2 separate regions of the Mus musculus genome follow, and region 2 is linked to region 1. Evidence: chromatin contacts called from public promoter capture Hi-C data. All regions are on one chromosome and are shown on one strand. Each heading gives the region's core, a stretch centred on a gene start, on an enhancer-like site or on the middle of the called end of the contact. The rest is flanking DNA. Distances are from core to core; before and after follow the strand shown. Region 1 holds the start of Irx3os (a long non-coding RNA gene). Region 2 holds the start of Slc6a2 (solute carrier family 6 (neurotransmitter transporter, noradrenalin), member 2).

What was found. Promoter capture Hi-C pulls out the DNA fragments that hold promoters and counts their contacts.
Region 2: a promoter capture Hi-C map of embryonic stem cells shows a contact between it and region 1, with 5 times the contacts expected there. The contact joins the promoter of Slc6a2 here to the promoter of Irx3os in region 1. A contact is called at or near these places in 4 of 39 promoter capture datasets (embryonic stem cells and hippocampal neurons), 1 of 115 datasets of contacts at active chromatin or transcription factors (embryonic stem cells) and 1 of 9 other capture datasets (adipose tissue).

What each region holds. Positions count from the first base shown.
Region 1 is chr8:91,801,373-91,804,730 of GRCm38.p6, forward strand. Irx3os (a long non-coding RNA gene) reads left to right here and starts at 1,964. Exons shown (of 4, transcript XR_003947581.1): 1 at 1,964-2,348; 2 at 2,441-3,358. Irx3 (Iroquois related homeobox 3) reads right to left here and starts at 282. Exons shown (of 4, transcript NM_008393.3): 1 at 1-282.
Region 2 is chr8:92,959,078-92,962,330 of GRCm38.p6, forward strand. It overlaps Slc6a2 (solute carrier family 6 (neurotransmitter transporter, noradrenalin), member 2), which reads left to right and starts at 1,970. Exons shown (of 14, transcript NM_009209.3): 1 at 1,970-2,444. The coding sequence starts at 2,171.

The DNA.
Region 1 (3,358 bases), core at 714-3,213:
CCTATTGATCTGCTCCGCGGCGGGCGGCGGCGGCGGCAGCGGCGGCAGCGAGGAGTCAGGTCAGGTCCGAACAGATTGGCCGAGATTCCCTGGGCTCCGGGCTCTGATTGACATTTCTACGGGGCCTCAAGCCCCTCCTCTCTGCGCAGCACTCCCTCCTCTAGGCCGGGCGAGCCGCTCTGCGCTAGGCGCTCAGTTCTGCCCTCCTCTCCGGGAGCTGTGTCGCGCCTCGCTTCCTTCGCCCTCCTCTAGTTTACACTCTCCTCCTGTCCTGTCCTCTCCCCTCCCCTCGCTGCGTCCCCCCTCACCCCACCCCTGGCCGCTTCCGCTCCCGAGGCTCCTTCGCAGTCCTGGACGCTGGGAAACTGCGGTTCTTTTTGCTCTTTCTGTTTCTCACGGTTGCTTTTGCTCACCTTTCTGCTCTCTTCACTTTTCCTAGTCTGACTCCTCTCTTTTAAATCTCTTTACTCTCTCGTTCTCTCTTCCCCTCTTCCCCGGTCTCCGCACCCTGAGCTAAGGCGGCTTAAAGTTGAAGACACTTAGAACGCTGTGCGGGGGGTGTGTGTCCGCGTCAGTGTCTGTGTGTCCGTCCCCGCCCTTCCACCCCCTCCTTCACCCTTCCCCAAATCTCGAGTCTGACGTCGCGCCCTCTTATTCGACTTTTCCCTGCGTCTCCTCCTGGAGTCGCCAATCACCCGGGAGCCTTCTGGGCGAGGCGGCCCTCCCCCGCGAGTACAGAGCGCCGGGCGGGGCGGGGCGGGACTGGACTCAGTCTCTTCCCGCCCCCTCCTGCCCGCACTCGGAGGGGAGAGCCGAGACCACGAGTGGCGGCTTAGTACAGGGTCACCTAGCCCCTCAGGTCTTCCAACTCCTCAATTCTCAGCCCCCTTCGAAGCTGTAGTTCCGGGTTGGGACAGGACCCTGGACCAAGGCAGGCTTCCGGGGCTTCCCGCCCTCCCCCCCCCCCCCCCGTGGCTCCCTTTGCACTTTTCAGCTCTGGTCCCTAGGTCGTTCTCCAAAGCCTAAGCCTGCAGCTAAAAGAGTGAACGTGCTGCCTGGGAGTTGGGAGTGCTGCCTCTCCGAGCTTTAAAAGACCTATTCTGTGCTGGGTGGGGGGAGGGCGGGGGAACCCCGCAGTTTGCTACATTTACACCTCCAGGGTACCTTGTTGAGAATCCTCACAAGAAATAGTGAGTTTGGCGCCTAGGTGGTCTGGTGGAACAAGCAAGGAGTTGGTGGAGCTCCTGGCTATGGAGTGGGGGAGGAGCAGAGAAACTTAGAGCCTAGGCTCTGGGAACTTTCCGAAAGCTCTTCCGAGAAGTTTCTATGTTGGTGTGATTTTTTTTTTTTTAATTGCGACCATTCATTTCACTATCCCCCTCCCCTTTCCGCTCTCTGGTCCCCAGACCCAGCGTTTTTCTTTTGGCGAGAATTCCCCCAGAGCCGTAGAGAGTGTGCATTGTGGGGGCGGGGAGCAAGACTTTGGTTTTATGGTAGGATATTTCCTAAATCTAACTTGAAATGTGAGTGTCCAAGTGCCCACCGTCACGGATTAGTGTGTGCAGTGGAAAGTCATACTGAAATTCCCGGGATAGCTGGAGCTCCCAGATAAGGCTGTAGCGGCGACCCACGCGCGGGCCAGGCCTGCTGTGGGCCTGCGGACTGAACAACTCCCCGGCTGCGATTCTTCAGTAGAGTGAAGAGCCCTAGCTTAGAGGCAGAAAAACCACCCCAAGGGCCTCCGACTGAACTAAGAATCAAACCGGAACTCGCCAGCTTGGAGGAATCTAAGGGTCCCGGGCTGGCCGGGCTCTAGTGTGAATACAGTTAGGGAATGGATTTCTTTCTCCCTGGCCCTGGCCTCCAGTTTTGACCCCCATGTCCCACCTCTGGCTGCATTCCACTGACCTTAGGCTCCAGGAGGTACTAACTCAGAAAATTAGTGGGAGAAACACAAACAGAAGTTTGGGGAGCTACCAAGTCTAGGGTTCGATGTCAGCATGTGGGGTCTTCCTAAATTGAATCTGTGCAGCTTCTCTGTGGTCTCCTGGTCTCCTTGCCTGGTGCTGGAGGTTGGCTTTAAGGTGAGCCTGGACAGAGGAGGCATAGTAGGATCAGCTCAGGCCTTCGAATGGCTTCCCCGCAGCCTGATTCCGTTTCTGGTTAAACCTGTCACAGGAAGCCAGGGCTCACCTGCTCAAGCAAAGGTCTTAGGGTTGTAGAATAGAGGTGACATTATTTTCCAGGATCTTTCCTGTGTATAGGATGGTGAGTCTTTTAAGACAGCCGGGACGACCTACCTACACAGAACTGGACCAGACCAATGGGCGACAGAGCCAGATTGCAAGGTGGGCGAAGGGGTTTCGCTGTACATGTCTGGGCAAAACCACGAGTATTTCATTCCTTTTTGTTTGTTTGTTTGTTTTGTTTTGTTTTTCAGAAGGGAAAGAAAAACAAAACGCAACACCACACAACAACACCACACAAGAGCCTCTGAGATGCTCCTTCCTTCCTTACTGCATTAACCAGCTATCGACCTGGTTGTGTCCGATTGCGATGATGGGCTGAGAGAAAGAACACCGGAAGAGCCAGGCTGTTCTCAGGAAGGACTCACGCCGGCCACGGGGCCGCCCCTGGCCCAGAGGGTGAACCTCTAGACCCAGGCATGAACCTAAGAACCTCGCTTAATTAGATTCCTCCAGGCATCCCAGGCCTGGAGTAGAAACAGCTACCAGTTACCCCGTGACCAACTGGGAAGAGCTTTGGTCTGGCCCTGAAATCAGCAACCCACGCCGGGACCCAGTATCCCAAGCGACTGGAGTCACTGCATGGCTCTGATTCCTCAACAAGACCAGGCCAGTGGAACTCAGCTCTTAGACTAAACTCGCGAGTCCGCGGAGAGCTGAAGCTTTTCATGGGATTTTTAATCCAGGAGATTAGGTCAGACAGACAGATTCGCACAGAGAGTGAGGAGAAGCAGGTGCATCGGGAGTTGATTGGGGAAAGACCTGAGCGCAACAGCAGGAGACCAGCAGGAGCTTCTCCCTCACCCCCTCTTTCTCCCAACAGGCACAGTGCACAAAGCGCTCGCCGCGGACGCTCTGTGGTCTGGGATCAGGGCGCCAGGAGCATACAGAAAAGGTGTACGCCGAGGACACGTGGCGCACGAAGCTGTGCGCGCTGGAGGACAACTACAAGGGGTGCCCTATGTGTAGCCAGAGGCCCACCAGCTTCGGGGTCGGACACTCCGAACCACCAGCCCCCATCTCTTCCCTCCCCTGGTCCAGCTCCCCGATGTGCCCGTGCCCCCCGTCGTTGGGAGCTTCTGCAGCTGTGTCTCCCAGCTCGGACAGAGTTC
Region 2 (3,253 bases), core at 720-3,219, 1.2 Mb after region 1:
GTCCCCTCCTCTCCTCTCTGTATCTTCTCCATGGGATACCTGTGTTGCTGGCCCTGTCTGTGAAAATTCTTTAAATACCACCCTGTATCATCTATACATTTAGTCACATGTTCATTTTATATAGTGTTTAGTGAGTTCTACTGCCAGAGACACACAGCTAGAAAAGATAGGCAATGCTTTTGTTCTTCTGGGGTTCAACTGCCATTAAAGGGGAGATGGGGGTTAATTAATAATTAAGTAATAATTAATTGATGAGTTAATTAAGTCAGTGATCTGATAGAGAATGGGGGTGAACTTTAAATGCATGAGTCTGAGAAGGAATATCTTCACTAAGACCTGAGCAACTTTAGACAGAAGCAAGAGCTAATAAGTGCCCCGGGGGGGGGGTAGCTTTGAGCTTGGAATGTTGCAAGTGTGGAGTGACACTGTGGCTAGGCTTTACCTGTCTTCCCATACTGCTTTTGTGTCTTCCCTACATTCCTGCCTGCTGACCTTACTGATTTGGCTTCCCCCAATTTCCTCTTCTGAGGTCACTAAGCTCTCTGCACATGGGAATGAGAACACCTGGGAACTGTCTCCATGGCTCTCCTTGCGGGGTGGATTCAGACACAAGAAGAACTCTCAAGTCCACGCTTAAACACTATAGAACGTACTGTTAAAAATCTGCAGCCCTGCTTTTCCCATCCATTTCCTTACTTTGCTTTACCTGCCTTCGGCCCATACCGCACCAATCTTCTCGCCCAGAATAAGTATTTATTTATGTGTTTCCTGTCTTGCTCCTGTTTCCGGAACCAAACAACGGGCTCTTTGAAGATGTTGTCCACTTGTGGGAAGCTGTAAAGGCGTGATTTGGCGTTAGGGAGGTATTTTTGAGAATGATTATTTATCAGTTCTCAGCCTTATAGATCAGGGTCACAGACTCCAAGAACAGGGTCACAGTCTGGCCGCAAATAGAGCCAGGAATAAAATCTCGGGCTATGACCTTTCCATCAGCAGAGTCCGCCAAACAACACTGCCCCAAAGGCCCAGCCTGCAGGCCACCAGTCACAATCCTTATCTGAAGCACCAAGTTTCCCTGTTGCTGGTGGAGAAAACTCTCACCAAGTAGGTTAAGTGGTCTGGGTGTATGACAACGCTGGTGTCACTGGGGTGGTGGGTACTTCCCCTATCCTTACAACCCCCCTTTGACAGACTTAACCCGAATTCTGGGAATCTGTCCCTCTCTTCATCTGTCCAGAGGTCAGAGCCAGGTGTTTGGGGGAGCTGCCTGCGCTACTTTTGCCAAAAAAGAAAAAAAAAAAAAGTCAGAGATGGTGCTAAGCCAGGTCCCCGCGAGTCCCTGGGAGTCCGGCTCCCGCCACCCCGGAGCCCATGGGAGCTGCGCCCCCGCCTCTGCCAGTCCCGGCCACGCTGTCAGTCTGCATTAGCGCTAACAGGCTCCAGACCGAGCGGGCTGGGCGCGGGGCTAATGCAATAGGCGCGTTACCTGGGGCACAGGCTACATTACCAGGTCGGCCTCCTCCTGGCGCGGCCAGAGCCATCCAGCCCGCGTCCTGCCGGCCACCCCGTGCCCGCAGCGCTCCCAGGGCCCCGCCTGAGTGCCACGCGGCGGAGCCCAGCCGGGGCTGGAGCCCGGGATCCCCGTGCTGTCCGCCACGTGAGTGCGCTCTGCGCGCGGGACCGGTAAGTGTGCGGACCGGCTCCGAGGCACATCGTGAGTGGCTGCACCCTCTAGAGTGTCCCTGAAGGTTCCTAGTGCTGTCGGAGGGCGCCCCCCGGAGCTGGGAGGGCCCTTGAGTCAACTCTGGTCCCTCAGGGCCCGCAGGAAACTTGGCATTTAGGGGAGGGGAGAAAGTGAATGATCCAGGTAGACCTCGGTGGGCTCTTTAGCCCGACCCACAGGGCGGCCCGAGGAGGTCCCCACCTATAAATTCTGTCCCAGTCGGACGCGCGTCACAACTCAGTCTCCAAAAATTCCCAACTCAGGCGCTCCTTTTCTTGGAAGCTGGGAGTCCGCTCAGCCCTAAGATCCTGACGTCTGGGCTCCCCTGGGTGGTCTCAGTTTGTGCAAACGGGCGGCAAGCCTTGTTGACTGCTTTTTCTCCTTTCATACAAGCAGAACTTTGGTGTGTCCCCAGAACCTCCGAAGTCCCTCTCTCCAGCCGCACCCATGCTTCTGGCGCGAATGAATCCGCAGGTGCAGCCGGAGCTCGGCGGGGCGGACCCGCTGCCTGAGCAGCCCCTGAGGCCCTGCAAAACCGCCGATCTACTAGTGGTGAAGGAACGCAACGGAGTCCAGTGCCTCTTGGCGTCCCAGGACAGCGACGCTCAGCCCCGGGAGACTTGGGGCAAGAAGATTGATTTCCTGCTGTCCGTGGTGGGCTTCGCTGTGGACCTGGCCAACGTGTGGCGGTTCCCTTATCTCTGCTACAAGAATGGTGGTGGTGAGCACAGGGTTGGCTGAGGCTTTTGGACTTGGGATGCTGCCTGTTCTTGTGGCGTTGGCTGGGGAGGGAGCAGGGATGCACATGGAGGAGAAGAGGAGACGCAGGAACGAATTTAGTGTGCAGGAAAGAACTCTTAAGAGTACCTAGAAATAGGATTGGAGTGTTCTCCGTTAGGGAAATAGAGGCAGGACCTTGAACAGTAGTAGGCACAGGGGCTCAAGGACAGAATAGAGGGCATCCGGTTGGGTGAGGAATTCAGAGTCAATGCTGCGGTACAGAAAAGGGGAGTAGAGATCAGTAAGTTCTTTAAAGGGTTCCAGAAGAGTTTGGGATAGTCCGGCCGGACACAGGATGATGGTAACTCTAGCACTCAGCCTTGGAACTCAGACACTAGGCTAGATAAAACGAGAGCCCTTGGATCACCAGTGGGCTACAGGAGTAAGTGTACACAGCCTTTGCGAGATCAGGACACTAGATGTCGAGCTGAGCTGGGCCTTGAGGCAGGAGTCCTGGGAGACTGGAGTGTCCTGTTCCGCTTTGCAAGCTCTGGTCAAGTTGTGAAGCCCAGCGCATGCGAACCTAGAAAAGACACCCAGCAGACAGCTCTTTTGTCCTCTTCCTGATGAGCTGTCATTTTACCCATCTGCCCTGGAATGGGATCCCAGAGGTCACATCCAGCACAATGGAAGAAACCTCAAACTCCTTTCTGAAGGGCTTGGAGCCTAGCATGGCCAAAGCACCCCAGCCCCACCATCTTTACTCAGATACAAGTTCAAGAGTGCCCTGCACAGAGCCTAGGGGTGTAA